2 separate regions of the Sus scrofa genome follow, and region 1 is linked to region 2. The links are chromatin contacts, called in public HiChIP or PLAC-seq maps. All regions are on one chromosome and are shown on one strand. The core of a region is the stretch at or near the end of the contact, and the rest is flanking DNA. Distances in the headings are between cores, read along the strand shown. Region 1 holds the start of NDUFV2 (NADH:ubiquinone oxidoreductase core subunit V2). Region 2 holds the start of ANKRD12 (ankyrin repeat domain-containing protein 12).

Region 1 (2,871 bases), core at 222-2,721, 38 kb after region 2:
GCGATTTTTATTTTTTGAACTTATTATATTTGCTGTTCCTAATATTGTTTTTCTTATCTTGTCCTTTCCACCTAGAACACCCTCCCTATCCATTTGGCCCCATCCCCAATCTATTCCTATTACTTACAGGAAAAATCTTACACCACCTTCAAACTAAACTGGATGATCTTATTCATATCTCTAACACTGTACGGCTGACTCTTGAACAATACTAAGGGTTAGAAGTGTGGACCCTCGAAATAGCTGAAAATCCAAATATAATAACTTAAGAGTCAGACCTCCAAATATGAGGTTTCTCCATACCCAGGATCCTGCAGTACTGTACTTACTGCTACGGGGTGGGGGGACCTCGCTTATAAGTGGACCACTGAGTACAAATCTGTTCAAGGGTCACCTAACTATACTTTTACACTATTCAATACCTACTACCTTAAGTTCCTAGTCCATAAAACTATCAACTCTACAAGAACAGGGATTGTCTAAATCCATTTCACTGTAATATGGGGAAGTAACAGTACCAACCTCACGAATTAGGTTTTGAAGGTAAATAACACAGTGCTTGGTGCACAGAAAGCAGTCACACCTACCATTATTCTCCACCTTGACACCTGGAACCCAACAGGAACAGTAGAATCTCAAACTTTACTGAAAGACTAAACTCTACAAATTGAAATATTCCCATTTGACAACTGAGGAAACCAAGTGAGAACAGTCCAGTCACAAAACTAGAAAAGGCGGTGAAGCCTCCATCCAAACTCAGGTCTAACTGCAAGGCCCTGCGCTCATCCTATACTGCTGTGCACTAACCCCTCCGTTCGGCTGAAAACTGACTCAACCTTTCTATTTTACTGGTGCAGGTAAAGAAAGCTTTCTTTCCCGTAAGCGCCCCGTCATCATCATCGTCATTTCTGGAATGTTCATCTTTAAGTCAGAGCAAGCGAGTGTTTCAGCCTGAGCTCCAAGGTCGCTGTCTAAAGCGTGACGTTCTGAGACCTCAGGAGCCGGCAGAGGCTTCGCCGCCCGGGGTGCGAGGTGCAGGGAGCCCTGGGTTCCAACACGCAGCACAGTCGCAGTCAAGGGTACGCCGGTGCCGCCCTCCCGCGGCCCAAGGAGACACCCGCCGAGTTCCAGACGCCCCTGGGACGCCCCGCGCACTGACTCGGGCCTCCCGTCCTGAGGAGGCCTCCCCACCGCCCCTCCCTAGGTCCTCGGACGCGCGGCCTCCTCAAGAGCGGGCGAAGGCCGCGGCGTCCTTGCCGTCGCCCGCAGGCCGTCTCGTGCCCGGCGTGCCCTGTGCCGGCCGCTAGAGGAGGCCGGGAGAGAGGGAGAGGGCAGCGGCAGCGCCGGCGCACATTCGAGCCTCCTTACCCACTGGGCGGTGAAGCCCGTAGCCCGTGCCCGGAGCGCTGCGGTGAGAAACATGGCGGGCCAAACTGCGGGCCTTTCCGACCGCGCCAGGAGGAATCGCGAGCGCCGGGACGCACGGCGTGCGCGCCCCCGAGCCCAGCCTGCGCGCCCTGGGCGGCAGGGGCGCGCGGGTACGGCTGAGGCCAATGGCCGCTGCAAGAACCCGCCGGCGCCCTAGGAGGTCAGGTCCCGGGGGGTGTTGCCTTGTATCCCGCCCTGAAGGGCGTTGTCCCCTAGGGGCCCCGCGCACCGGAGTTTATGAGGTGGGCTACCCTACTGGAGCCCTGTCAGGATTTAACCTTTTTTTTTTTTTTTTTTGTCTTTTTGCCATTTCTTGGGCCGCTCTTGCGGCATATGGAGGTTCCCGGGCTAGGGGTCGAATCGGAGCTGTAGCTGCCAGCCTACGCCAGAGCCACAGCAACGCGGGATCCGAGCCGCGTCTGTGACCTACACCACAGCTCACGGCAACACCGGAACCTTGACCCACTGAGCAAGGGCAGGGATGGAACCCGCAACCTCATGGTTCCTAGTCGGATTCGTTAACCACTGCGCCACGACGGGAACTCCTAACCTTATTTTTGATTGCAGTTCCTTAAAAAACAAAAAAATTTCGTTGCAACCCCCTATAAATCGTATTTTACAAATTGAAGAATTTGCAGAATTGAAGATACAGAGGGCTGGCTGCCACGCAGAGGGCTAGGCATGGACACCAAATGCCCTGGTTCCCACTCTTTTGCTTTAGGGATGCATGCTTACATATTTAGGGGCAAAATAATAAGATATCTGGAATTTGCTTCGGAATAATGCAGAGTGGGAGGTAGAAAGGAAACAAGATTGGCCCTGAGTGATGACTTGAAGCCGCGTGGTAGTTCTCATTGCTATTCTCGGTACTTTGAACATGTTAGAAATTTTTCCATAATAAAACTTTCCAAAAAAAAAAAAAAAAAGCCACTTCCTTTTTGGTGTTTGTTTGGTCATCTTTGGAAATTCCAGCAAGTGCTTATTCACTAATAGCTATAATATGTAGAGTGCTGTTTCCTGCTGTGGAGGGTGTACCAGGCGCTTACTGCCTCTTGATTTCTCCCTTCAGGGCCTTTCCTTTTATGTCCTGTACCCACTCCCTTCTTTTTGCCTCTTTTCTTTGCCATAATATACTTCTGAATGATTTCTGGAACTTTCACATTAGTGCAGGTTTGTTTTTTGTTTTTTTTGTTTGTTTGTTTTTTAATCCCTCATTATTTAAAAAATTCTAAAATATCCCATAGCAAGTCCTATGAATCATATTTTACAAGTTAGGGAATTCGAGTCATGTAGGGCTACCAGCCAGCTAGAAATAGACACACCAAATGCCTTGGTTCCCATTCCTTTGCTTTGTCTTTTATACTAGTTAGCTTCTTCTAAACTGGCTTCAATAGGAGTTCCTGTCGTGGCTCAGTGGAAATAAATCTGATTAGCATCCATGAA
Region 2 (2,773 bases), core at 144-2,643:
TCTAAAACAGAACACACACCCTGAATAGTTAAGCTTGACCTTACTTAGTCAACCGTCTGCGGACCTTTAGAAATTGAGTCAGTGCTTGTGTCAACTATAAATGATCTTTAAGTAGTAAAACCGTCCCCTCTTGCCTACGGAACATTTTTACATGTATTTGCGTTTAGCCCAAATTAAAGACTTTTCCCAACAAGACTAGTTAATACAACGACTTGATCTTACACAGTCGACACTATCTCATTTTGTTTTTTAAGCCACTTGGCATCAATGTAGCGTATGTTCTGCCAGTTCTGAGCTAATCTCCAGGAAACCCTTTGTATAACGACTGAAGAAACTGAAACAGATCAGAGCTCAAGATTTTTAAGGGCCTAAAGAAGCATATGTTTTTAATCAGCAGTCAATTTATGTTAAAGTAGTTATTTTACCAGTTCGCCTTCTTTTATAATTTACATAAACCGTCTTAAAATAACACTGGTCCACTTCTACTTGAAGATTAGAGGCGGTTCCAAGGCGTTCCAGATGCCTGGACCCCAACCCATTTCCCCGCGTTGGCAAGGTAGGCGCGGGAGTCTAGTGGAAACCGATCTTGATGGGTACGCTGCTAGAAAGGTTTCCTACGGTTTCGACCGGTGCGAGTGTCAACTTCCCGTGCTAAACTGTCCCTCCCTGTTATTATTAAAACAGCTGTCAGCCAGGCTTCGGCGGCCTCTTTGTACCAGCGTTTACTCAACGCTTGGGGATCCTGGAGCAGGCGTCGCACCGAGTTAGCCCAGCCGAGCTCCAGAAGCCCCGGCCCCGCGCGCCCGCCAAGCCGCGCCCGGACACGACCCCGCCGCGCACCCGGCGGCAGGGCCCCGGCCGGCGCGCCCCCCGCCCCGCCCAGCCCCGCCCCCTCCCGCCGCGCACCCTCGCACGCACACGCTCCGCGGCCCCGCCATGTTCCGGGAGCGGCGCGGCGTCCGTCCGCCCGGGCCCCCGCCCCCCCGCCCGAGCAGCTCCCGCCTGCAGCGACTACGGCCCCCGTCCCGCTAGCGTGGGCGGGGCGGCGGGCACGTACCTACCTCGCTCTGCCGAGGGGACGGGAGCGGGCGCGACTGGGGGGCTCCTCCCGGGCGCCGGGGCCGGGGCTCGAAACCGCGCCCCTCCTTCCTCCTCGCCTGTCGCCACGCCCCCCTCGCCCTCACGGACCCAAGGCACGGCCGGCGCAGGAGGGTTTACCCCCTGTACGAGGGCCTCGGCGCGGCCGTCTCTGTCGTGGTCTTCGCTGTCGCCGTAACCGCCACGAACGCCGCCGAGGCCGGGCTCGAAAACATCTCCGGTCTCCGCCGTCCCTCACCACAGCCTGCTCGCTCCCCGCACAGCGCCGCCCGGCGATTGGCCGCGGCACGGGCACGTGACACGGCGGGCACGGGATGGGCGGCGTGACCGCCCCGCCCCCGCCCACCGCCCCTTCCGCTCGCCACCCCCCTCCCCGGGCCCGCCGCTGTGGCGGCGCCGCGAGAAGCTTCCCGAGCCGGGGGCGGGGAGCGGGGCGTACCAAATGGACGCGGGGGTGCGGGCCGGAACCCCGCGCGCCGCTGTCTTCTGCCCCAGAAGGGAGGGACCCCTGCGGGGAGCGGCGCGGGCGGAGGTCGCGCCCAGCGGCGATCATGGCCGTGGCTGTGACTGGCCACTTCTGGAAATGGCGGCGGAGGCAGCGGCGAGGAAGAAGAGGCTCTGTCCACAGAGGGTATTCACACGTTATTTTTGCGGGGCGGGAAGCCGAGTTAGCGAGCAGCGGGCCGGCTGGAGGCGGAGGCGGGTGTCCGGCCAGGCGGGCGTAGTGCGCCTGCGCGCCAGCCGGCCGCACCTGTGGGAGCAGGGACCCCTCGGGCCCCAGCCGCACCCCTCACCTGCTCCAAGCGGGGCCCTGGGCGCGCGTCCTGCAAGCGCGGCAGCGTGCATCTCCTGTGGGGATGGCATAGGCTTTGCAGTACGCCCCTCCCCATCGACACTTTCGGATGACCTTATCAGACGAGTTTAAGTGCATTTATCCTTTCCGAGAGGCCACCCACGGGAACTGCCCGGCTGTAGAAGAGCGCGTGGGGAGAACTCGCCGCCTCGGCACCCTGACTTCCTCGGGAGGTCAACCCGCGACAATTTGTACATGCCCTTATTTAACCACCAAAGGGATTACATAATCGGAGGGAAACCATTTCAGTCTGAGTTTCTTCAGGACGTTTTTTATTTACATCGAGGTTAATCCGCGAGAATTTGCGCATGCCTTTAACGACCAAAAGGGTTGTGTAATTGGAGGGAAACCATCTTCTCCCTATGGTTGTGGCCTTTAAAACTACAGCTGCCTTTGTGACTTAATGAGTGCATTTACAAATTTATGTCATTAAGTCAGCATATGATGTATTTCATACTTGACAGGAGGAAGCTGAATCCAAACATATAACTATATAAAGCACAAACTTGCATTAAAGATCATTATTTTTTCCTTTCCTAGGTTCCTCATTTCTCCCACATTCAGGTTCAGTATGACTAGTAAGAGAGCACCTTGTGGCTAGAAGTGGAACACTGTTACATTTAATTTGGATATTTATGGCTTGAAATACAAAGGAAAGAAACATACAAGTAACCAACTCTTTTCTGACTTCTCTTCAAATCGTTGATTCCTTGTCATAGGAAGTAGGTGGCTGTAACATTCGCTATTTCTACAGAGGTAAACGAGTTTCAGTTCAAAACTGAAAGGTAGCTAATCTTGAATTTGCTGAAATTAACCATAATT

Evidence for each region. HiChIP or PLAC-seq counts read pairs in DNA pulled down with a chosen protein or histone mark.
Region 1: a contact with region 2 is called in an H3K27ac HiChIP or PLAC-seq map of alveolar macrophages. The contact joins the promoter of NDUFV2 here to the promoter of ANKRD12 in region 2. A contact is called at or near these places in 2 of 5 promoter capture datasets (fetal liver and liver), 10 of 47 Hi-C or Micro-C datasets (adipocytes, embryonic fibroblasts, fetal liver and 5 more) and 2 of 2 datasets of contacts at active chromatin or transcription factors (alveolar macrophages and skeletal muscle).

The regions. Positions count from the first base shown.
Region 1 is chr6:98,851,090-98,853,960 of Sscrofa11.1, forward strand. NDUFV2 (NADH:ubiquinone oxidoreductase core subunit V2) reads right to left here and starts at 1,472. Exons shown (of 8, transcript NM_001097475.2): 1 at 1,369-1,472. The coding sequence starts at 1,422.
Region 2 is chr6:98,813,334-98,816,106 of Sscrofa11.1, forward strand. It overlaps ANKRD12 (ankyrin repeat domain-containing protein 12), which reads right to left and starts at 1,394. Exons shown (of 12, transcript XM_021096065.1): 1 at 1,062-1,394.